Regions from separate parts of the Mus musculus genome. Here regions 1, 2, 3, 4, 6 and 7 are each linked to region 5. Evidence: chromatin contacts called from public HiChIP or PLAC-seq and promoter capture Hi-C data. All regions are on one chromosome and are shown on one strand. Each heading gives the region's core, a stretch centred on a gene start, on an enhancer-like site or on the middle of the called end of the contact. The rest is flanking DNA. Distances are from core to core; before and after follow the strand shown. Region 1 holds the start of Pde9a (phosphodiesterase 9A). Region 2 overlaps Slc37a1 (solute carrier family 37 (glycerol-3-phosphate transporter), member 1). Region 3 has its middle 33 kb from the start of Wdr4. Region 4 overlaps Pde9a (phosphodiesterase 9A). Region 5 holds the start of Hsf2bp (heat shock transcription factor 2 binding protein). Region 6 overlaps Pde9a (phosphodiesterase 9A). Region 7 holds the start of Rsph1 (radial spoke head 1 homolog (Chlamydomonas)).

Region 1 (3,049 bases), core at 2-2,501, 650 kb after region 5:
GGAAGGACCTACCACTGCCGAACAGGTGACACCTTCTCTTTCCTCTTTAAAGAGCTCAAAGAAGTCCAGCAATATGGCTTAATGACAAAGAGTTTGCCTCATATGCATGAAGCCCATCCCTTGCGCCAAAATTAAAACAAAACAAAAAGCTTTAATAAATTCTCATTTAGTGGGATGGGGGAAATGTATGTGTACAGATATGTGCTTTGTATACACACTGTGCATACATGCATGAACACATCTGTGCTCGTGTGGACTGAAGCAGGAAGACACACAAGGAGAGCCCTTCCTTCCTCTGGAAGGGGCGGCTGTTAAATCTCTGTAGTTGTGCCTTTGGAGTCAGAGCCTGCACCTGCCCTTCCTGCTTAAGTAAGAAGCTGAGCAGTGATGCTTGAAGGTGCCTCTCAGGCCACCCCAAGTCACCGAGCCTATCAAAGGGCCCACCTTGGAGGAGGGATGGGACTTCCCATTTTCCCAGGATCAGGCTGAGGAAGGTAGGTTTCTCCTACTGGGGAAGCAAACCAGCCAGCTAGCTAAGAGAGCGCACACCTGAGAAAGGAGGGCCCACACCCAGCAGGCAACCCTCCTTAGCTTCCTTTGCTGAGTCCACAGCAAGCTGCCCGACTTTCCTGAGATGTCCGGGTGCAATTTCCCCCCACAAAAAAAGGCGTTTCCATAGGCACTTTAGGAGGAGCTAATGAGACACCCCCTTCCCCAACCGTCCTCCAGGCCAGCTTGCCCATTGTCCCTTTGTCAAAATCAACAGAAGTCAAGGGCACTCTGTGCCCAGAGAAGGGTCTTTAGAAGGGCTGGGGAGGGCCATGAACAAAAAGGGTCTGTGGCGAACCGCACTCCTACGTGGCTCAAGTTGGTTGGGAGGACAGCGTACGGCACAGTCAAAAGCGGGTCCCTTCAGTCGCCGCGAGGCCACAGGGTGCAGAGGCAGGATCCCCCTCAAGACTGTCACCCTCCACCTGGAACCGGCCCCGCGGGTCTGCACCGCAGGCTGCCGTACCTCCCGGGGCGAGCCGCCAAGATCAGCTTGATCCGTGGGCTCCGAGCCCGCGGTGGGGACACCTGCGCCTATTAGGGCGCACGGAGGCCTCGGAGGGAGGGGGATCGGGGTACCTTCTGGATGCGTCCATCGATGTCTAGGTAGATGGCCTTGGGCCGGTAGCTTGAGGAGCCGGCCCCCATCGCGCCCGCAGCTGCACTTGGACTTTTTCACCTTACTTTCTCGCCGCGGCCGCCGCGCCGGGAGGGCGGGGGCGGGGGGAGGGGCGGGGGCGGCCAGCCAACCAGAGCTGGCAGCTCGCGGCCTCCACACGCCCCTCCTCCCACGGCGCTGGCCCGCCCCGCCCTTCCATCCCCTCCTCTCCCTTCCCTTCCCTTCTTCAATCCCTCCCCTTCTCCATCCTCCTCCTTTCTCTCCAAGGCTCCTCCCAAACGCCTCTCCCCCTCCTCACTCATGCTCAGCTCCTTCGTCCCCACCCTTTCTCCTCACTCTCCCATGTCTGCCCCCTCCCTCCCAGCCTTTCCCCCATTATTCCTGTCTCCCAGGCTCTCCTCTTTCTCCCTCCCACCTCCTCCTGCTTTCTCTGCCCACCTTCCTCTATTCCGTTCTCTCGCCCCTTCTTTTCCTTCCCCTACCCTGCTTCCCTTTCTGCCACCTTTTCCCTTCCCCCTCTCCCCTTCTTTCTCCCTTTTCCTCACCTAGGGTCCCTTCCCACTCTCTCATCTCTCTTCCCCACCTCCCTCCTCCGGCCCTCTCTTTCTTTTCTATCCCTCCCCATCCCCTCCCCTCCCCATCTTCTCCTTTGATTCCTGTCACCTTGACAGCCTGTTTCTAAGGTCCCCTTCATACATGCCCACTGTGCCCTTTAGGGTGATCAGAGATCACCCCTATAGACAGACACCAGTCAGTTAACAGCAGTCATTGGGCTGAGAGCTGTGGCTGTGGCCCAAAGTGCTGGGAAATCAGCTCTCCCTCCCCCCTACTACACCCTCCCCTTTTACACACCCCCATCCTGCAGTAAAGGCCACCCTCACTTAATTTGAATCGGAAGTGGGGAAAGTTCCTTCCCCAAGCAGCCTGTGCATTCCTGGAAGGGCCGGGAAGGCTGTTTCCCTCCACCTGGAGTTGACCGGGCAGCCCCGTTCCTGCCCTTTAAGCAGAGGGAAGGTTGCCCAGTCAACTATCTGTTAGATGCAGCACTTCCCTTACCAACGCCCCCACAACACTCACATATACTTTTGCTATTTTTCATGGGGATTGGGGGGCACATGGTAAGCCTGAAGGGAGAGAATTTCAGGTCTCCTTGGCCTCTGGACACAAATGACTCTCTGGGGCTTTCCTTGTGGGAACAGCTGGAGGAGGGGCTCTGCTGCTTGTTGCTCTTGGAAGCCGCTGTCAAACCGCTGGAGAAGGCGCCTATTGTTTGTCTTGAGTGGATTTCCAGCCACACTGCCCATCTGCTGCTGTCTGGCTTGTGCTGGCTGAGAATGCCTGGGGCTCCTTATCCTATGGGCCTGAGAGGAACCAGCCTCACCAAACAGCCTGGTCCATGGCCTTTTCCTTCCCTCATTTGGCCTTTCTGGTTTTCACCTGGTGGATGGTCATTGGCCTTGCCAAAATGCTCCAGCGCTATTGGAGTCCAGAGCAGGGATGAAGCCGGGGACTTCCAAAAGCAGCATGCATTAGAAGCATAGATACCCTTACTCTCCTCCGCTGGGAGAGACCCAAAAGCAGCAGCCCGTATCCCCGAGGATGTAGGAGGCTTGGGATCCCTGCTACGCCCACTCTGAGGACTCACAAGGTGAAGGAGATAGCCATCTTCCACCTACAGGCTGTCTAGCCCCTGATCACCTTGATGGTTCTAATCCACCCTGGCTGTCTGGGGCCCCTGCCCACTCCCCTAGTATAGCTAAGTAGCCCTAGACAAAGCTTGGCAGTTGAGAATTACTTAAAAGTGACTGGAGTTTTGAGGGTGATGGCACACAGGGCTTTAAGGTGGGGTCTGACACATCTGGATGGTTACAGCTAGATATC
Region 2 (3,181 bases), core at 556-3,055, 720 kb after region 5:
GGAAAGACCCAACTCCTACAGAACATCATTTGACTTCCCAATGCACCCTCCCCACACATACATACATACATACATACATACATACATACATACATAAATGTAACTTAAAAAGTTAAAAAAAAAGATAGTGGATCCTATCTTTGGTGACCTAAATTTTTACTCAAAAATGCCGTAATTTTCTCAAATTTTCACCTATTGAATATGTCCATGCACTTTGTTTCCCCTCTGGGCCAGTATAAACGATGCTGCAATAAAGACATTTATACTAGCTGGGTGTGGTGGGACATGCTGTACTCAGAAGTCTGAGACAGGAATGCTACAGAGTTCTCAAGGCCAGCGGGGTTTCCCAGTAAAACCCTGTCAAAACGACAACGGAAGATGCTTCTGTGTTAATTATGGATGCTTGTTTTGATAGCTTTGACCAAATGCCTGAGAAAAATAACTTATAATTGGGTGTAGTTTGGCTCTTGGTTTGCTAGGACAGTGGGCTGTCTTTGGCCTCAGGTTTCTGAGCTGTGGGAAGGCGGGGCATCGTGGTGGGCGGGGCCTCGGCAGGATATGCTCTTCTAAGACCCACCCCCCAAGTGATCCATTTCCTCTGGCTAAAGGGATCTTCCACAATGTCCCAACTGTTCAAATTGAATCCAGTGGTGCTTAATCTACTGACAGGTCAGCGCCTTCGAGATCTACTAGGATTCTCTCACCTCCTGGGCATCACTAAGCCATCAAGCGACAAGGTTACCCATCCCAGGCAGCAATCTCGGAATTAAAAACAGTTGTACCCTCCTCTGTTTTAAGCATTTTGCCTGCTCTCGCGCAACAGCCTAATACTTTGATTATGGTACTTAAAGATGCACTACTTTTTTTTTTTTATATATATTTTTACTTTGTTTTATTTAAAAGTTATCTTTACCGGGGCGGTGGTGACCCACGCCTTTAATCCCAGCACTTGGGAGGCAGAAGCAGGTGGATTTCAGAGTTCGAGGTCAGCCTGGTCTACAGAGTGAGTTCCAGGATAGCCTGGGCTATAGAGAGAAACCCTGTCTCGAAAAAAAAATCTTTCTTTTGGTTGTTGTTGAAATAGGCTCTCTCTATGTAGCCCTGGTGGCCCTGGTACTCCCTATGTAGGTAGACCAGGCTGGCCTCGAACTCTCAGAGATTTTCCAGGCCTCCAGAGTGCTGGTATTACTGGAGCACTTTATCATGCCTGCCTTTTGGTGATTAATTCCTAAGGAGTATCTTTTCATATAAACTTTAGGATTCTTTTATTTGATTAAAAACTTGGCTGGGTGTGACGGTACAGGCATGCCTTTGATCCCAGCACCCAGGAGGCAGAGGCAGGCAGATCTCTGAGTCTGAAGTCAGCGTGCTGTACTTGGTGAGTGCCTGGCCAGCTAGGGCCACGCAGAGAGATCTTGTCTAATGCGGAAATCTCTGCTGAGGTTTTCCCATGACCACAGGAAGCACTGGAACTTTTCAGAAAACAGCTTTCCTTGACAGCGCTGGCCTTTTTAATTTTTGTTTTCTGTTTGCCCTGGCGTGGGTTTTGTTGTTGTTGTTTTGTTTTTGTTTTGTTTTGTTTTTCCATTTTCAATTTTGTGTGCAAAGAGGGCTGTCAACAATTATCCTCAAGCCAGCCTCCTCCAATCCCTCTCCCTCTCTCTCTCTCCCACCCTTCCTCGCTCTTCAGGGACCATGCAGTAACCTTTCTGAGAAACCATCTATTTACAGATTCTGCTCTGGCCCAGCCTGGAGGAAGGTCCCCCCAAATTCCCCTCCATTGGGATATAGACCCCATCTGCCTACCAGCCAGGGAAAACATCTGCCTCAAATAAAGATGTCTGGCTGCAGGCAGAGATCATGAGAGGGAACAACATTGTCCTCTCAGCCCCAGGTTCATCAGAACGTTTTTAAAGGCACTATTTTTTTTTTAAATCAGAGAAAGATAAAAGCAATCAGCAACGGTTGAGGCAAGTGTCACCCTGACTGACCTGATGTCATCAGTTGACAAATGAGTCATGGCCATTGGGCGAATCATGGCCCGTTCTCAGTCAGGGTCTAGTAAGCAAATGTATTCCAGTTTTGTTTATAATCTTCTGGGAAATACAGACTGCAGATGGTGACTCATGGGGTCCCTGATAGAATCATCCTCGTTCCTGGATCATTTGTGTCATTTATAGCGGGAGCTGCAGTAGCGGAGGCTGCATACTTCCCAGGGCTCTGTGATGTCTAAATCATAGGTGGAGACAGCCTTGTCTGTATCAGGAGGCAAAGCAGCCTTTGGGATTCAGCATAAAGCTATTGTATACCCGGGTTCACTAGAGAGCCTGACCATATGCAAGCAATTAGTTGCCCTGGAGACTCCTGGGCAGCCCTGTTAAGAGCAGAGCCCAGGGACTAGACTGATGGCTCAGCAGTCCTGAGCACTGGCTGCTCTTCATAGGACCCTGGCTCAGTTCCCAGCATCCTTTTGGGCAGCTCACAATTGTTCATCATTCTAGATTCAGGCTCTCTGGCACCCTCTTCTGACCCTGAAGGCAGGCATGCATATAATGCACATGCATACATGTAGGCAAAACACTCATACCCATAAAAAACCCTAAATCTTTAAAAAAAATAATAATAATAGAGGGCTGGAGAGATGGCTCAGCGGTTAAGAGCACTGTCTGCTCTTCCAGAGGTCCTGAGTTCAATTCCCAGCAACCACATGGTGGCTCACAACCATCTGTAATGGGATCTAATGCCCTTTTCTGGTGTGTCTGAAGATATAGCCACATACACATACATACTCATATACATAACTTAAATAAGAAACAAGAGCCTGGAGCCAGGGGACCAATGTAGAAGACATTAAGGTGAGCTCCCTTCCTCCTGACAACAAACACAAGTCCTTTCAACCATGGGCTCTGAGACTTTGATTCAAACTAAGGCGCCTCTTCAAAAAACCTAGAGGTCCCAAGGGTCACTTCTGCATACCTAAGGCAAGGAGAGTGTGACCTTGACCTGTGTTCATCAGAGTCCAAGGGCAAGGTCCTGCCCTGGAGACCCTCCAGTGGCCATGCCCACCTCACTCACCATTCCTGTCCCACAGGCAATGACTCCGTGGTGACACTCTGCCCTCTACCTGGTACTGGACGTGGTCCCTCGCCCACCCATGTAGGCCTAGCATCAATCCCGGAAG
Region 3 (2,987 bases), core at 410-2,909, 560 kb after region 5:
CTGTGAGCAAGGTCAGGGAGGTGACATGTGCATGCATGTCCATGAGTGGACATACATGGGCACTTATGTACATGTTTGATACATACCTATAGGAACAGTCTTCTGCCCAGTGATATTTGCAATGTGATTTTTGTCTCCTATGTGACTGTGTAGGTGAGTGATCTCAGATGTCCACCTCCTTCCCTCCCTCCCTCCCTCCCTCCCTCCCTCCCTCCCTCCCTCCCTTCCTTCCTTCCTTCCTTCCTTCCTTCCTTCCTTCCTTCCTTCAGCTCCTAAGAAGTCGTACCCATGAAAATCATCCCTGAAGGTCAGGATCTAGGAAGTTTGTTTGATTTTGTTTTTGTTTTTAAGCTTGATTTTTTTTTTAATGTGAGTACACTCTCACTGTCTTCAGACACACCAGAAGAGGGCATCAGGTCCCCATTACAGATGGTTGTGAGCCACCATGTAGTTACTGGGATTTGAACTCAGGACCTCTGGACGAGCAATCAGTGCTCTTAACCACTGAGCCATCTCTCCAGCCCTGTTTTTGTTTTGAGACAGGGTTTCTCTGTGTGTCCCTGGCTGACCTGGGACTCTCTTTAGGTGGGCCTCAAACTCAGAGATCCACCTGCCTCGGCCTCCCAAGTGCTGAGATTAAAGGAGTGTGCTTCCTGGTTTCCTGGGAAGTGGTTTTTGCAGGGCACCTGCCTACATGAGCAATTTGGATCACCCACAATCAGGATGTAACACTGTGATAGGGGCCCTATATCCTGTGGGTCCAGGAGAAACTGTGTGGAGTAGTTGGTATCTATGCTGACATCTGAGGGGTGGGGGTGGGGGAGACCTGGAGTTCCTGGCTGACTCTGAGATGTGAGGCAGGTCACAGGGCAGTTCCAACGACCGAGGCAGGAAGGAGCCCAGGTAGGACTCTCACCCATTAACCTGGCCAATTCCACATATCTTAGGCATGGCAATGAGACTTAGCATGAACCAGGAGATCCTAGGATGCAGCCCAAACTTCCCACACACGGAGCTCATGGGTGCACCCAGTGCTAGGGGGAGCAGCACAGACAAGGAGAAGACCCATCAGTGACGTTGGTAGTGTGAGGTCTTCAGAAGGGCTGGGACTTACAGCTGGGGAGTAAAAATCCCGGCCTCAGCCCAGGAACAAGGTTGGGTCACCTTAGAGTACACTGAAGGACAATAAGACCAGGAAGGGGAGGGGGGCCCAGGAGGAGGGGTGAGGCTGGATCAAAAGCTTTCAGACAGATGGTTAGGGAAGGCCTTACATCAGGTATTGGAGGAGAGTGGAGACAGAGCGTCCTTCCCCCATCTAGGATGAACTTTATCCAGGCAAGGAGATGGTGTGAGGAGATGCAGGCTAGGCCGGATGATGGGAGTGTCCTGCGTTATCCACAAAGCACTGAGTTCCATTCCCCGGGGGGGCAGGGCATGAGGGAGAGGGACTGAGAGATGGGGAAGAGAAGGAGGGAAGGGGAGCCGGAGGCAGAAGCAGCCCAGGGGAGCAGTCACTTGAAGCCACCCAGAAATGTTTTTTTATCTGGAGCTTCACAGATGCAACTGACCTTTGACCCAGAGTCTGGAACTCTGGGAGTGAACTTTCTAGGGGAGAGGAGGCTGCTGCAGCTGCACAAAGACAGCAGAGGTCGGAAGCAGCAATTTTGTGTCACCTTTGGACAGGTGCTCATTGCCCCTATACACCGTGCAGGGATAGAGCACAGCAGACAGGCTTCCTCCCAGTTCCCAGGCAGGAAGCCAGGTGTCTGGGTGGTCTGCTGCAGCAGGCTCTTGAGGGCCAGAAACGCATCTGTCTTCCCCCGGGGTGAAGAACACGCAGGATTCTGTGTCTCTTTCGTCAGGTGCTACACTCAGTCATTGGACTCCATACCCATGACCTCTTAGTGCCATGCTGGGGCACCAGAACATCCCAGACTGTCGGTTATGAAAATATAACAATAACCACGAGGTTCTGAGTTCAGAAAATAAAGAGCCCCTGTGATCGATAAAGATGGTCCCACGAGGAAAATGAACAAAGGTTTGGTTTCACTGAAGAGGAAAGCTATATGGGCAGTGAACAAACAAAAACTTAGAAAAGGTACAGACCCCATCGCCATCTGCAGTATGCAAATTAAGGGGTGGAGCATCCTCCTTCATAAGGCATGCTGGGAAGCCAGAGGTATGACTAAAGACTATGGGGAAGGGTGGCCCGAGTCCTGCCCAACAAGCTAGAGACTAATTTATCTGAGAAGTGAGCAGGGACGGCTCAGAGAGCTCTGTGGTGGCATAATTAGAGTCTGGTGATGGCGGAAGACTAGCACCGTAAGTTTGTTAGCTGAATGGTTTAAGAGTTGCTTGTGGGGGCTGGAGAGATGGCTCCAGTGGTTAAGAGCACTGACTGCTCTTCCAGAGGTCCTGAGTTCAATTTCCAGCAACCACATGGTGGCTCACAACCATCTGTAATGGGATCTGATGCCCTCTTCTGGTGTGTCTGAAGACAGCTACAGTGTATTCATATATATAAAATAAATAAATGATTCTTTAAAAAAAAAAGAGTTGCTTGTGCAGAGAGGTTACGTTACTGAAGCGATATGGGCAGGTTGGAAGGCATTCGAAGGCTTCCTGAGTGACCCCAGTTAAGTCTCCAGTCTCTGGTCCTCCTGGTGTGGATGGGGCAGTATATATGTTCACAGCTCTTGTTAACCTCAGGCTGGGTGTGACTCTGGGGTCTTGGGAGACTCCCAAGTCCTAATGTCTAAGGACAGAAGCAGGTCCACCAGTCTTCTGCATTCTCCCTACCAGAGCAGAGTCCTAGTCAGTCTACTTTGCTAGCTGGCCACTTACTTAGACTGGTCCCCTTTCCTCCCCTCCCCCATTCATTCCCAGAGGGCTCAGGAATCTCCTACTGCAGTCAGTCAGGATCCCAGGCCTGGGGGCAGGGTCGGGTGGGGGAAGTCCTTGGTGGTAAGGTGGGAAGAGCAGATGGG
Region 4 (3,097 bases), core at 19-2,518, 610 kb after region 5:
CCAGGTTTGGCCCTGAGGGATCTCGTCCCTGCTCCACTGAAATCCTGCAGTTTTGTTGAGACAAGCTTTTGCCCAGTGGTTTGCCTGGGAGGTTACTTTAAATGATAGCTACCGTTTGCTGAGCATTGCTAAGTGGCCAGCCCTCAATAGGCATTCTGCATAAATTACATCACTTACCCTCTAAAGAGCCCTGCGGAGGTGTCTATTTTAATTCCTATTCTGCACAGGAAATGGAAGAACATGGGGCGAGATAGTTTTCCTAAGGCCACTTCACGCAGCTGGCGGATGAATGCAGCTTCAGATGGGCCCTTTATTCTTGGATTCCTATTTTCAAGTTCAAAGCTCTAAGACTGGGCTCCCACAAAAGGGATCTGCAGATCATTTAGGGAGGTTATGCAGAAAGTCTTCCAAAGGAGGGGAAACAGAGACACGTGCATGAGGAAGTGACCATTGTGGAAGTATGGAGATTGGTACTCTGGGGTCCCTTTGGGCTCCTGCATTGGTGATATCAGGAGACTGTCCTCTCGGAAAAGATGTCTGGAGCACTGGCCATCCAGTACTCCGGGTCTTCCCTGATCAGAGGAAGTCCTCAGGCAGAGGGGACACAAGGATGGAGAAGGATGTGGTTGGTGGGTTTCAGAACTGCCCACTGAGACATGGAGACGTTAAGGCCAGGCGAGGCTGGAGTCCTATGCTTTGCTGGGAACCTTCAGTCCCTTCCCCTCATGTCTGTTAGGTGTCTATAAAGAATGATGGGCTTATTCAACTCCCCGTGTATCTTGAAACAGTAACAATGTTGATGAATGTAACATCCACCCAAAAATACACAGGAAAATTCAGAGCGGTATTGCAAACAATAGCTACAAGCCTCAGGTGTGTCCCCTGATAAATGGGGGTCAAAATGTGGCCCACCCATATGAGGCACCATCAGTTACCCCTAGATTGAATGGTATAGCAACTTTGTACCACACAGATTGTGTGGCCCCCAAGATGTAACCCCAAATGCCACAGTGGCATATCTGAAACATGGGGACTAGGCAGACCTAATAGACTATGCAGGCTAGAGGCTGCCAAAGCCTGGGAGGGGAGGGGAGGGGTAGGAAAGGAAGACTCAGGTGCGGGCTTCCATGGGTGATGGAAACATTTAAGGATAAACAGGATAGATACACAATGACAACCTGTTCCACCGCGGGCTGAACCTTGGGTGTAGCAGCATGCAAATGATGTCTGAGCAAACAGGGAAGCTGAATGCAAATTCCCCGAGGGGTGGACCTCATCCTCTGTCTTCTAAGATAAGCATGCACGCCAGGCTGACAGAGCTGCTTTCTCTAGTCCAAGCGGACCTGGCGGAATGGAATGCTCTGTGTGGCAGGGCCTGGAGTTCCGTGGTGGCACTATAGACATCCCTGAAGCCCTCTCAGGGGTACCTTCTGGCCTCGGATGCCTCTGTTTTAGTCACTGAGACACTAGGCACACAGCGTGTGGGAGCATGCGCAGGGTGCAGTTTCATCCTCAAGGACACACGGCTCCTTTGACCTGGTCTTTCCTAGATCTCCAGCAAAGGCTGCCTCTATCTCCACAAGGAAGGGGGAGGCGGTGTGCCTGTCCCCAGCAGGAATTCTGAGCACTGTATATCACTGGCCACTTGCCACTTGTACCCTGCCCTCTGTCTTTTGGAAACAGCAGTGGTGCCAAGGAAGCTGCTGTAAACAAGGCCCTGGACCTCCCCTGCACTGTAGCCTAGATGCAGAGCATCCTAGCCTTACCCAGTGGTGCTGATGGCATATGCTGATGTAAAGGACTACACAGGACCTGCCTCAACCAGATGGATACCAAACTGGCAGAGTGTGGCTGCACAGGCCTGACCTAGACTCTAGGGGAAGGCTGGGGGAATGGTGGGCATACAGAACCTGCAAGCTCTCTGCAGGGTTCAGAAACTGAAGATGCCTGTCCCCAGGTTGAGTGTGACTCAGTAGTCAACAGCCGCTGTGTCTTGAGAAAACCACGGGCACCCAGCTCTTCCAGGGACCACAGGGACACTACAGGTCCCATTATCTCCACACATTTTGCTTTGCATCTTGCTTTGGGCAAGAAGTGAAACAGGGGTCTGTTTCCCTGTGGCTACTGTGCAGCGTGGCAGCCTCTGCTTTGCCTGAGGGCAGCTCAGACCAGGGTAAGCTTGCGTCTTTCATAGGATCACACTTTGGTCCTATATGGGTCTGAGGGCTCAGGACTGTGGCTAGTATTCAGACATCTTTGTCTCTCGCAGGCAGGCATGCTGCAGTGGGCTGTCAACCACAATGGTATATATTGCCATTGAGAAACGCCTTAATTTGAGCTACTTAAAATAAAAATGATGGACTACGGACACCATTGACATAAAAAAGCCTGTCCGATGGCTTCTGTCACAGCTTGTGACTTTATTTCCCTCATAAAAGGAGAAGCAATCTAGAAGCAGGGACTGTCTCCCAGTGCTAGGGAAAAAGACCCCCCCACCCACACACACACACATACACACACACTCCCTTCTGCTGCCTCCCTTTCTTAAGTTTTGGAAGGTCTGTGTACCCAGCCTTATCTTGAAATCTCAGGCTCAGGCTGTCTCCTTTCCAGCCTCCTGAGCAGCAAGGCAAACACAGACTTCCACATTCACAGAGGTTGTCACATCTGCAGACAGAAGTCAGTCTTCCCTGGCTAAACCCAGCAGGAGCAGTAGAACTCTGTACAATCCGGTGGCCAAGACTGGCCTGCCCTCTCTTCTGGAGTCACGCTAGCTCTTGAGGATGCTCTTCTCTGGGTGTCTCCTGGGTGTTTAAGTATCAAACGGCAGAGCCTGATGATTTTTGCAAGGCACAACCCCTAGGTCTGGTGGGGGCATCCTTTGACACTTGGCAGGAGGAGAACCCCCTGGGAAGGGCAGGTAGAGGCCCCACTGCTGGTGGCCAGTTTTAGAAGAAGAATTCCACTTCCTCTTCTTTGTTCTTAAGCTGTGGTGGGTGTGGCCCGTTTGTTGAGGGGCCAATGGAGCAGCTGACAGGCCTTGACCTCAAGGATGTCTGAGTGGGTTAATTACAAAGGTAGGGTGGGGTTGGGATGG
Region 5 (2,963 bases), core at 47-2,546:
GTCCTAGGATAGATCTAGGGGTGTGTAGTGGCAAGACAGCAAGCCTTCCGCCGCATCTTGAGACAGGTGCAGGCTTGTTGAATGGGGAATCAGCAAATCCACACACACGACGTCTGGGTGAGATGCAGGGATGTCTATTGTAGAGGGAAATTTTGAGGATCTAACTTGACTCTGTAAGTCCTGCATTCAAAACACACAGTTCTAAGCAGTGGGTAGTGAGATTTTCAAACACCAGGACCAAAAATGCAAGCTGGGGAGCAAATGTTTTTTTGTTGTTGTTGTCGTTGTTTGTTTGTTTTGACTCACATTCCATATTACTGTTCGCCATGGAAGGAAGCCAGGACCAGACCTCACCCAGGACAGGACCCTGGAGGCAGGAGCTGATGCAGAGGCCATGGAGGGTGCTCCTTACCGCCGTGCTCTTTGCAGTTTGCTCAGCCTGTTTTGTTTTTGTTTGTTTGTTTTTTTTTTCGAGACAGGGTTTCTCTGTATAACCCTGGCTGTCCTGGAACTCACTTTGTAGGCCAGGCTGACCTCGAACTCAGAAATCCGAACCCAGGACCACCAGTCCAGGGATGGCCCCGCCCATAATAGGTGGGGTCCTCCCCATCAGTCACTAAGACAATGCCTTACAGGCCTGCTACAATCTGATTTTATAGAGACATTTTCTTTACTGAGGTTCCCTCCTCCCATGACTTTAGCTCGTGTCAAGTTGACATAAACCAGCACAAGCGGGAACATACTAAACCAACATAAAAGAAGGCTTTTAACAATTGTGCAAACTTTAGGGACATCTAAAACTCTACGTTATCAAACATGAGAATTATTAGATTAGTATATTCTTCCAAGCTTTGGTGATTTAATTTTGATTTTTTTTTTTTTACCCCCATGTAGCCCAGCCTAGATTTTCCCATGCTATGTAGCAAGTTTGTCTTGAACTCCAGCTTCCGCCACCCAAGTGCTGGCACAGAAGCACTTGGGGCCAAGGGACGATGAGGTTTTCCCTGCGCGGTTTCTCACAGTGTATAGGTTTGGTTGTAGCATCTTCTCTCTAAACAGGGAAGGACGGATTCTGCTTGACTCTCAGGCCTCACTTTGCAGGTAACAAGTCTGAAACGCAACTGAAGTAGGAAAGCTACAGTAGAATCCAGGTCCATCTCATCCCTGGACCCAGAAAGCGAGAGTGAAGAGCAAATCGTCGAGATTTGAACCTTGTGGCTTTCCGTATCGTGGGGCATCTTAAGATTCCCGCGTTTTTGTGTGTGCGTGTTAGCGAGCTCTGCGCAGGCGCACGAAGCTGAGGCAGCGGCTATGGCCGCAACCGTGGGCGACGGGTCCGGTACTGAGGAGGCCTGCCGGGTCAGTGGGTGCCCTACATATGGGAGCTGCTGCTGATTACTCCCCTCAGGGCGGATCCAGTGCCTGAGGAGATGTCCCTGTAGCCCTGAGGGGACCTGGCCAGGAGCTGCGCGAGGGTGGGCCAGGGCCGGAGACAAGAGGCACAGTTCCAAATCATCTGCGGATGCCTCAGGTTAAAAAGTGGTAGCCCAGGCCTTAGGCCTTGAGGCTCCGGGGAGCCGGAGCTGAGAACTCACTTATCTGGGTTCTGCCCCTGATGCCCCTTCATGAGAGGGCCTGGTTAATGCCTACTTCCGGTAGGATGCCATTGTATGATGGTGTGAATGTTAGGGGTCAGCAAAAGCCAAATGCGGCCGCAGGGATCCCACCCGAGCGGTTCAGCCTGGGGCGCATTAACTTGCAGGCATTTTCTTTTGGCTTTTAGGAATATGAGTTCGGTTTTTCCCCTTACGTATTTCCATTCCCTCCTCCACCATATTTGTTCTTACTGAATCAGTCTTGACATGTTGCTCAGGCTGGCCTCCAACGCTTGGGCAAAGCCATATTTCACCCTCAGTCTCTTGAGAAGCTAGGACTGTGGGTGTGAATCATCACCCTTGTCCCCGTCATCATGGCCCTCTGTATATAAAGCCCATGTGTACACACACATCTATATCCATATATGTGTAACAGGAGGGACATTAGGTGCCAAGAGTGGTGGAAGAGACTGTAACCCAGCACTATGGAGGCAGAGGCCTACACACTGCTTAGTCTACATAGTTCCAGAACAACCAAAGCTACGCAGTGAGACCCTCTCAAAAACCAAATAAAAACCTTAACACACACACACACACACACACACACACACACAGGTACGTATGTAAACACATTTGTGAGGCAATTATGAATGTAAGAGGCATGAAAGAAAAACACATTTGTGAGGCAATTATGAATGTAAGAGGCATGAAAGAAAAGGGAGCAAGTCGATTTGGGATGCTAGTTCTAGTCATCTGAAGAGAAATACTACAATGCTAAGATCTACTTGTTCTTTTAGAACATGGAATCTAAAGAAGAATTTGTTAAAGTCAGAAAGAAGGACCTGGAACGGCTGACGACGGAAGTGATGCAAATACGGGACTTCTTACCCAGAATACTAAATGGGGAGTTACTGGAAAGTTTCCAGAAATTAAAGATGGTAGAAAAAAGTGAGTCTTACCTCATGCATGCCACTTGTCTTTGGGTGGGCAGGGGAGTTGAGCGAAGTTCAGGATTGCTAGGACTTGTCTATCCAGATGTTTGACATTTGAGCAACATACCAGATATGAGTCTGGAACCCTGTTAAATTTTTTGGGAGGTATTTGGAGCTTTTGTCAGCACTTTACCAATTGGGACTGGATTGCAATGACATCAGCTTTTGGTGGGTAAGGCTAATTTTTCAAGTTACATCTGACTGCCAGCTCTCATAGTGTGGCTTTATAGTGTACACCTTAAAAACCCAAGTAATGGTTAGAGCTGTAAGTCCAAATAAGGAAGTATCTTTTTTTCCCCCATTTATTTATTTATTTATTTATCCACTTTATATCCTGATTGCAGCCCCTCCCCCATACCAGTGTGTGTGTCATGTC
Region 6 (2,836 bases), core at 242-2,741, 580 kb after region 5:
CAGATTCTCATGCATAGCAGGCAAACACTCCACCAACTGAACCACGTCCCATACTTTTTTTTTTTTTTTGAGATAGGGTTTCTCTGTGTAACATTGGCTGAACTAGAACTCACACTATAGACCAGGCTGGCTTTGAACTCACAGAGATCTGCTTGCCTCTGCCTCCTGAGTGCTGGGCCTAAATGTATGTGCCAGCACTATCCTGCTCACAGCAAAACATTTTTATTCTCGAAGATGCGGCTGGATGTGACGGTCGGTACACACGTGTGATGTCAGCACTCAACCAATGAGGCTGAAGAATCATTTGTCTGCAGCCAGCCAGGGCTATAGTTGGAGATCCTGACTCAAAAACAACAAACAAACAAACAAACTAAACAAAACAACAAACCCAGGAGAAAACCAAAGAGAAATCCCAATGTCTTCCATTTTCTCCCTAAACCCCACACCCTGGAAGCCACTCTGAGAACATCTTAGAGTGTCTTTTCAGAAGGTTCTTTCTTTTTTTAAGATTTATTTATTATTATACATAATTACACTGTAGCTGACTTCAGACACACCAGAAGAGGGCGTCAGATCTCATTATGGGTGATTGTGAGCCACCATGTGGTTGTTGGGATTTGAACTCAGGACCTTTGGAAGAGCAGTCAATGCTCTTAACCGCTGAGCCATCTCGACAGCCCTCAGAAGGTTCTAAGGCATGGAGGACACACATGGCTACACTTCTGAGCCTCCCAACTATATTTGGTGTTGGGTTAAGAAAAAGAAGAGATAAAAACCCTACAACCTGGAGGGTTAAAATTGAATCTACTTATTTTTCACAACATTACAAGTGAAAAAAGATCACAGAGCAGTAGATTAAGTTTCTTTTCCTTCAAAACTAGATGAACACACCTAGAAGGGGAAAAACCCAGGAGTCCAGCTTTGCAATAGATTTCAACTGAACCAGTGACCCCCCCCCCGCCACCCCCCCCCAGCCTCCAGCTGTGTTGTCTGAAGTCTCCCATGAGCCTGTGCGGTTTCCCAGCCTAGAATCATAAATCTTTTCCTTTTGAAACACAGCCTTCAGTTGCCTCTCTCCCAACTGCACCACTTGCAAAACCTACCAGCTTATTGTGACAGTCGCTGTACCAAGGGGATTCTAACAGATTTAGCAAATGTATAGGATTTGCTCTAGGAACCAACAGAAGGAGCCAATCAAGTGCTCCAGTGAAGCCATCTGCACCTCCACCCTGACTATGAGAGGTCCGCTCTGCTCTTGGCTATATAGGGTAACATTGTTTCTCCTTCAGTCTCTCCTATACACACATCCTCACTGTGTTCTGTTCAACGTTCTGTCTTCTGCCTTCCCTGAGAGCATATGGAAGCCCTCCCAGGCAGGAAGCTGACTGCTGGAATCCAGCTCCTTCCTAGCCACTGAGGCCTTGGGGGCAGACTGGGCTGGTAGATGCCTGCTGACCCTGCCTTGGCCAGCCACTTCCCACTCTGAGCCCCGTTGCCACAGGAACCAGCATCCTCCAGCGGGCAGAGCAGCTGGCCTAGTGCCTCTTCTTTTTGTTCTGTCTGGAGCTCATTTTTGCCTCGTTTCCTGGGCTTCCCAGCCTTCCACCCCCCGGGGCTCAGTTCATGGCCAAGGCCATTCGACTGAGACACATGCAGAAGAGTACAGACCTCAAGCCTCAGTCAGTACTCTCTGTCTGCATTACCCTACACCGGCCTTGCAGGATATTCTTTCCCTCCTTGCATGGGAACCACAGCAACCATATTTTCCCAGTAGGATATGTGTGCGCCTCTGCCCTGAATGTGAGCTGGCTATTGGAATCCATTCCTTTCAGGGAAACAGAAACCTCAGTAAGTCTAAGGAGAATACCGTCTTCCCAAGGCTGTGTACAGCCCGTCTCTTGTCTCTAGGTAGGTTCTGGTGGATCCAGCCCCTGTCAGAGTGTGTTCAAAAGTGGGCAAATGTCAGTCTGTCCTTCAGGCTCATGAGCTACTGTAAGCGTAGAGCTAGGCTCTACCTCACCTGGTCTCCTGTCCCTTTGGTTCCTTGAGGAAGGTAGTGTCTGCACCTCTCAAGGGTGCAACTTTTCTCCACAGTCTAGGTGATTTACACAGCCTCATCCTGAGGGGCGGGGAGGGGCTTGATGGCTGAGTGTGCTTCTGCACTTAAAATGGACTCCTTCCATCAATAAGACAGAAGAGGTACCACAAATACTACCTTCTCCATCCTGCATCCTGAACATTAAAGCACTGGCTCAGAATAGAAAAGTGGCTCCAGGTGCCTGAGCCAGGCCAGAGCTTCGCATCTGTTTGCTCATTTGGAAGGCAGAGCCTGAGCATCTCACCCTGTCTCTTTCTTACAAGGGACACCTCCAGTGCTGTCTGCAGAGAATGCTGTCTCTGGTGCCTGTGGAGGCACCAGAGGGCTCTGCTTTATGTCTCTAAACTGTACTTGTGGGGTACAGAGGCACACCCGTCACTGAGACAAGCCAAAAACCCACTCCAGGCAGACTGCCAGCGCTGCTGATGGGGGCTGGCACAGAGGCCACCTGCCCCTGCCTGGTGCTGGGAACCATGCCTTCTGGGGTGATCACAGGCTAAGTGAGGTCTTGGGTCAGAGGCTGTTGCGCTGGTTCCCAGCCTCACTGAGTGTCTGTCCTCCAGGTGACTCTGGTTCTTCTTAGAGGTCATGCATATGGGACTGTCCTGGCCCCTGAAGATCTACGTTCTGTCTTCTGCCTTCCCTGAGAGCATATGGAAGATTTATGATTCTAGGCTGGGATCTATGATTCTGGCTACCTTCACAGGAACAGTGGGAGTGAGCTGATCACTCAGTGTC
Region 7 (3,092 bases), core at 497-2,996, 760 kb after region 5:
CAGCTGCTGTGGGATGTAACAGGTCAAACTTACAGGGATGTTGGTCAGAGGGCACACTAGCTCATGTATAAAACCTAGTGAGGACAGTTTGGTTACCTACCATACATCACAGTGACAGTTTTACCTTGCCTTCCTGTTGCTATGGTAAAATAGCATGGACCAAAGCAACTCAGGGGCAGGGATGGCTTATTTGGCTTACGGGCTGAAGACCTAAGAGGAGCACTACCTACTGGCTCATGCCCTCTGGCTTGCTTACACATCCTAGAGATGGTGCCGCCCACAGTGGGCTGGGTTCTCCTCCACCAATGAGCAATACCCACCACAGACATTCTCACAGACCAGGACACAATTCCTCGATTGAGATCCCTTCTTCCCGAGTGTGTTGGGTTGACAACCAAAATTGTCACAGTGACAAGGACAGTTCACATGAAGTGTGAAGAGCAGATTCTAAAGGTTGCACCCAGGAGTGATTACAGTGGTCGTGTGGCTGTGGCTGTGGCTGTGGCTGTGGCTGTGGCTGTGGAAATCGGCACCTGGTATGTGTGTGTGTGTGTGTGTGTGTGTGTGTGTGTGTGTGAATTGGAACACTGCATACACATCAAGGCACATTAGCATTTTAAATTGTCTGTCCCAAGTTATGTTTTACGTTTTATTACACGGGGAGACAGCTCTTTAGCCAATCTTTGGGGAGGAAAAAAAAGTGTATTGGTGTGCTTTCAAGTGTGGGCAAGCAGGTATTCCAGGGAGCTGGTGGGCTAGAGCAGGCAGAAGCCAGAAGTAGGAACTAGAGGATTGGGCGGTTTGGTTTGTTTGCAATGTAGCTAGTGCAGGGAGGGGGGATCTTGAGGACATAGAGGGAGCCTGTGTGTGCTTGGGTTTCTGCACAGAGGAAAACTGTGAGACGGGTAGGAGGCCAGATACCGGGACAGAAAGTCTAGCTTAGCAGGAAGGTCTGAGCCTGGGATGACAGTATAGGGGTGGGAGGGGACCCAGAGGGGCCTTGCAGGGTAGAATGTGGCACTGGAGGGACCTATCTGTAAGAGACAGTCAGTGTGAATAAGTGGGTCTGAGTGGGTCTGTATGCGTGGCATGACAGGCTGGGCCTTTGAGAGGAAGCCCACAGGCACCAGAAGACAGAGCAGAATGAATGTGGGTTCTTTGCGAGAGAAAGCTCAAAAGTAACCTGAATTGGTTTGAGATGTTAAACCCTGACCCGGGTCAGTGAGCATGAGTTTGAGTGGTCAGAATTCATCGCTCCAGTGTATACGTGTTGACAGGAAACAGAAAAGACTCAAGAGTACACTCATCTAGAGACCACAAACATCTCAGTGTAGATGAGCCTGGGAGGGTCCTTGCATCCACGGGGGACCCAAGGGATTGAAAGGCAAGGCCTAGATTTGAGATACATCTCTCATCCTAATGGCGGGTCTGCTTTTTCAGGTGGTTCCTTGTAGAGCCCACAAACTAGACTACTAAGGACATTCCCCAGGCCAGTGACACTGCCCATGTTAGGAGGCCAGGTCTGCGTGGGTACCAAGTCTGCCAAGGCCCCGCCCACCCCCTCGTCCTGGGCGGCGATTGGCAGAAATGCCCTTCCAGTTGCTAGGACACTATTCCAGCTCTTGGCTCCTCCCACGCTTCTTTTGCAGCCGTTTTCCGCCACTCTTTCAGGCGGAGAGCCAAGTGGGGCGGGCAGTGTCTCCATGACGACGCGGGACGCGCGTGGGGGTGGCTGGTAACTGCTTGATAGAGACGTTGCTCCTGAGATCCTGTCTGAAACCAGATCATGTCGGACCTGGGCTCTGAGGAGTTAGAGGAGGAGGGAGAGAACGACCTTGGGGTGAGAGCTCTTGACCAGGGAGGGACTTCTGGAGTACGTCGCAGCTCCGGAGCGGGAGGCGTGGGGACCGAAGGGCCGAAAGGCCGGGGACAGAACCACGCCGGCCACACTGGCGGCGCTGAGTCCAGGAAGTCGCTTGAAAGGTGAAACGCCGTGACGTCTAGTTTCCACCCTCCTTCCCCGCTCCCATCCCGCCTCCCATTAAAGGCGAAGATTTCTAGGCAGAGGGTATGAGTTAAAGGGATAGAGAAGGTTGCCTCCTGACAACTCACCACTGTGCTGAGGTGGCCCGGGCTCTCAAGGTTTCACCATGTAGGTCTTGAATCAGTGTCTCTGAACCATCCCAAGTCATCGGGATCACTTCCCTAGTGTAGACAACAGAGGGAAGGCAAAGGACCCATAGCCAGGATGTGCTCTCATGGTGAGTGCATTGTGGGCCGGCTGTTTATCCTTAAATCCGAGAATGACCACGCCCTGGCTGACAAAGTGGGGACTAGGCCTGCTGTGTGTGAGCAAACGGGAGTTTGAGCATCAACTGAAGAGCCCAGCCCTATGCTCTGTAATGCAGTGTTGGTACCTGCTCAGACCTCTTTGCAGGCTTCCCTACTTAACTTCTTCATCCATGAGCAGGAGCAGCTTGGTCAGTGGGAAGATGCAGGAGTGCTTTGGAGTCCCTTGCTCCCAACACCAAGGAGCTAGTGCAAAAAAACAGGACTCTCTCAAGTGTGAAATCTAGACCTCATGGTCTCCGTGCTGGAGGCTGGTATTGCACCTGAAGTTTGCAACATGCGCCCTGGCTTAGCTGCCTCCTTTCCAATCTGACAGACCTGGTTTCTTAGGGTTCTCCTTCCATGGGGAAGATGGCTCTGTCAAGTAAAGTGCTTGCTGAGCCACATGGACCTGAGTTCAGATACCACTATCATGTAAAGAGCTAGCACAGGAGGATCCCTGGAGCTGGCTGGCCAGCCTACCTGAACGGGGGGGGGGGGGGGGGTGTCCAGCTTTCAGTGAGAGACCGGTTTCAAAATATAAGGTGGAGAGATTCGAGGAAGACATTGCATGTCAATCTCTGGTTTCTAGAGATGAGCATGAACGTTCACATGAGCAAACACCTACATGGTCATGGATATACCCACCTTACTGCACATCACACACACACACACACACACACACCACACATACACACACATACCCCATACCACACACACCACACACACACACACACCACACATACACACACATACCCCATACC

Evidence for each region. Promoter capture Hi-C pulls out the DNA fragments that hold promoters and counts their contacts. HiChIP or PLAC-seq counts read pairs in DNA pulled down with a chosen protein or histone mark. Capture Hi-C pulls out chosen DNA fragments and counts their contacts.
Region 1: a contact with region 5 is called in a promoter capture Hi-C map of liver, with 4 times the contacts expected there. The contact joins the promoter of Pde9a here to the promoter of Hsf2bp in region 5. A contact is called at or near these places in 6 of 39 promoter capture datasets (embryonic stem cells, hippocampal neurons, maxillary cranial neural crest and 2 more), 1 of 15 datasets of contacts at CTCF or cohesin (large pre-B cells), 3 of 115 datasets of contacts at active chromatin or transcription factors (embryonic forebrain, embryonic stem cells and large pre-B cells) and 3 of 9 other capture datasets (embryonic stem cells, liver and pancreatic islet).
Region 2: an H3K27ac HiChIP or PLAC-seq map of extraembryonic endoderm stem cells shows a contact between it and region 5, with 3 times the contacts expected there. The contact joins the enhancer-like site here to the promoter of Hsf2bp in region 5. A contact is called at or near these places in 10 of 39 promoter capture datasets (the HPC-7 cell line, cranial neural crest, embryonic stem cells and 5 more), 3 of 484 Hi-C or Micro-C datasets (cerebral cortex, cortical neurons and embryonic stem cells), 6 of 115 datasets of contacts at active chromatin or transcription factors (T-cell acute lymphoblastic leukemia, embryonic forebrain, embryonic limb bud and 3 more) and 3 of 9 other capture datasets (adipose tissue, embryonic stem cells and liver).
Region 3: a promoter capture Hi-C map of embryonic stem cells shows a contact between it and region 5, with 2.8 times the contacts expected there. The contact joins the enhancer-like site here to the promoter of Hsf2bp in region 5. A contact is called at or near these places in 9 of 39 promoter capture datasets (the 3T3-L1 cell line, the C10 cell line, cranial neural crest and 4 more), 1 of 15 datasets of contacts at CTCF or cohesin (large pre-B cells), 1 of 484 Hi-C or Micro-C datasets (brown adipocytes), 3 of 115 datasets of contacts at active chromatin or transcription factors (embryonic forebrain, embryonic stem cells and forebrain) and 4 of 9 other capture datasets (adipose tissue, embryonic stem cells, liver and 1 more).
Region 4: a contact with region 5 is called in a promoter capture Hi-C map of the HPC-7 cell line, with 3 times the contacts expected there. The contact joins the enhancer-like site here to the promoter of Hsf2bp in region 5. A contact is called at or near these places in 7 of 39 promoter capture datasets (the HPC-7 cell line, embryonic stem cells, hippocampal neurons and 3 more), 5 of 115 datasets of contacts at active chromatin or transcription factors (embryonic stem cells and large pre-B cells) and 1 of 9 other capture datasets (embryonic stem cells).
Region 6: a contact with region 5 is called in a promoter capture Hi-C map of hippocampal neurons, with 3 times the contacts expected there. The contact joins the enhancer-like site here to the promoter of Hsf2bp in region 5. A contact is called at or near these places in 4 of 39 promoter capture datasets (embryonic stem cells and hippocampal neurons), 1 of 484 Hi-C or Micro-C datasets (gonadal supporting cells), 2 of 115 datasets of contacts at active chromatin or transcription factors (large pre-B cells and stem cell-derived neural progenitor cells) and 2 of 9 other capture datasets (embryonic stem cells and liver).
Region 7: a contact with region 5 is called in a promoter capture Hi-C map of embryonic stem cells, with 2.3 times the contacts expected there. The contact joins the promoter of Rsph1 here to the promoter of Hsf2bp in region 5. A contact is called at or near these places in 4 of 39 promoter capture datasets (cranial neural crest, embryonic stem cells, hippocampal neurons and 1 more) and 1 of 9 other capture datasets (liver).

The regions. Positions count from the first base shown.
Region 1 is chr17:31,384,436-31,387,484 of GRCm38.p6, reverse strand. It overlaps Pde9a (phosphodiesterase 9A), which reads right to left and starts at 1,251. Exons shown (of 19, transcript NM_008804.4): 1 at 1,129-1,251. The coding sequence starts at 1,197.
Region 2 is chr17:31,308,610-31,311,790 of GRCm38.p6, reverse strand. All of the region lies in intron 3 of Slc37a1 (solute carrier family 37 (glycerol-3-phosphate transporter), member 1), which reads right to left. Among named protein-coding and RNA genes, the nearest start is that of Slc37a1, 14 kb to the right of the region's middle. Within about 2 kb of position 1,805, at least 57 of the 459 cell types and tissues checked have an H3K27ac peak or open chromatin away from gene starts, as enhancers often do. A contact at or near this core is called in embryonic limb bud and extraembryonic endoderm stem cells, where this site is marked.
Region 3 is chr17:31,477,998-31,480,984 of GRCm38.p6, reverse strand. No RefSeq gene overlaps it. Among named protein-coding and RNA genes, the nearest start is that of Wdr4, 33 kb to the left of the region's middle. Within about 2 kb of position 1,659, at least 19 of the 459 cell types and tissues checked have an H3K27ac peak or open chromatin away from gene starts, as enhancers often do. A contact at or near this core is called in embryonic stem cells and liver, where this site is marked.
Region 4 is chr17:31,423,117-31,426,213 of GRCm38.p6, reverse strand. The region is part of intron 4 of Pde9a (phosphodiesterase 9A); the gene reads right to left. Among named protein-coding and RNA genes, the nearest start is that of Gm9902, 10 kb to the left of the region's middle. Within about 2 kb of position 1,268, at least 48 of the 459 cell types and tissues checked have an H3K27ac peak or open chromatin away from gene starts, as enhancers often do. A contact at or near this core is called in the HPC-7 cell line and embryonic stem cells, where this site is marked.
Region 5 is chr17:32,032,841-32,035,803 of GRCm38.p6, reverse strand. Hsf2bp (heat shock transcription factor 2 binding protein) reads left to right here and starts at 1,296. Exons shown (of 8, transcript NM_028902.1): 1 at 1,296-1,359; 2 at 2,393-2,543. The coding sequence starts at 1,312.
Region 6 is chr17:31,450,081-31,452,916 of GRCm38.p6, reverse strand. All of the region lies in intron 7 of Pde9a (phosphodiesterase 9A), which reads right to left. Among named protein-coding and RNA genes, the nearest start is that of Gm9902, 16 kb to the right of the region's middle. Within about 2 kb of position 1,491, at least 54 of the 459 cell types and tissues checked have an H3K27ac peak or open chromatin away from gene starts, as enhancers often do. A contact at or near this core is called in hippocampal neurons and stem cell-derived neural progenitor cells, where this site is marked.
Region 7 is chr17:31,275,950-31,279,041 of GRCm38.p6, reverse strand. Rsph1 (radial spoke head 1 homolog (Chlamydomonas)) reads left to right here and starts at 1,746. Exons shown (of 9, transcript NM_025290.4): 1 at 1,746-1,840. The coding sequence starts at 1,787.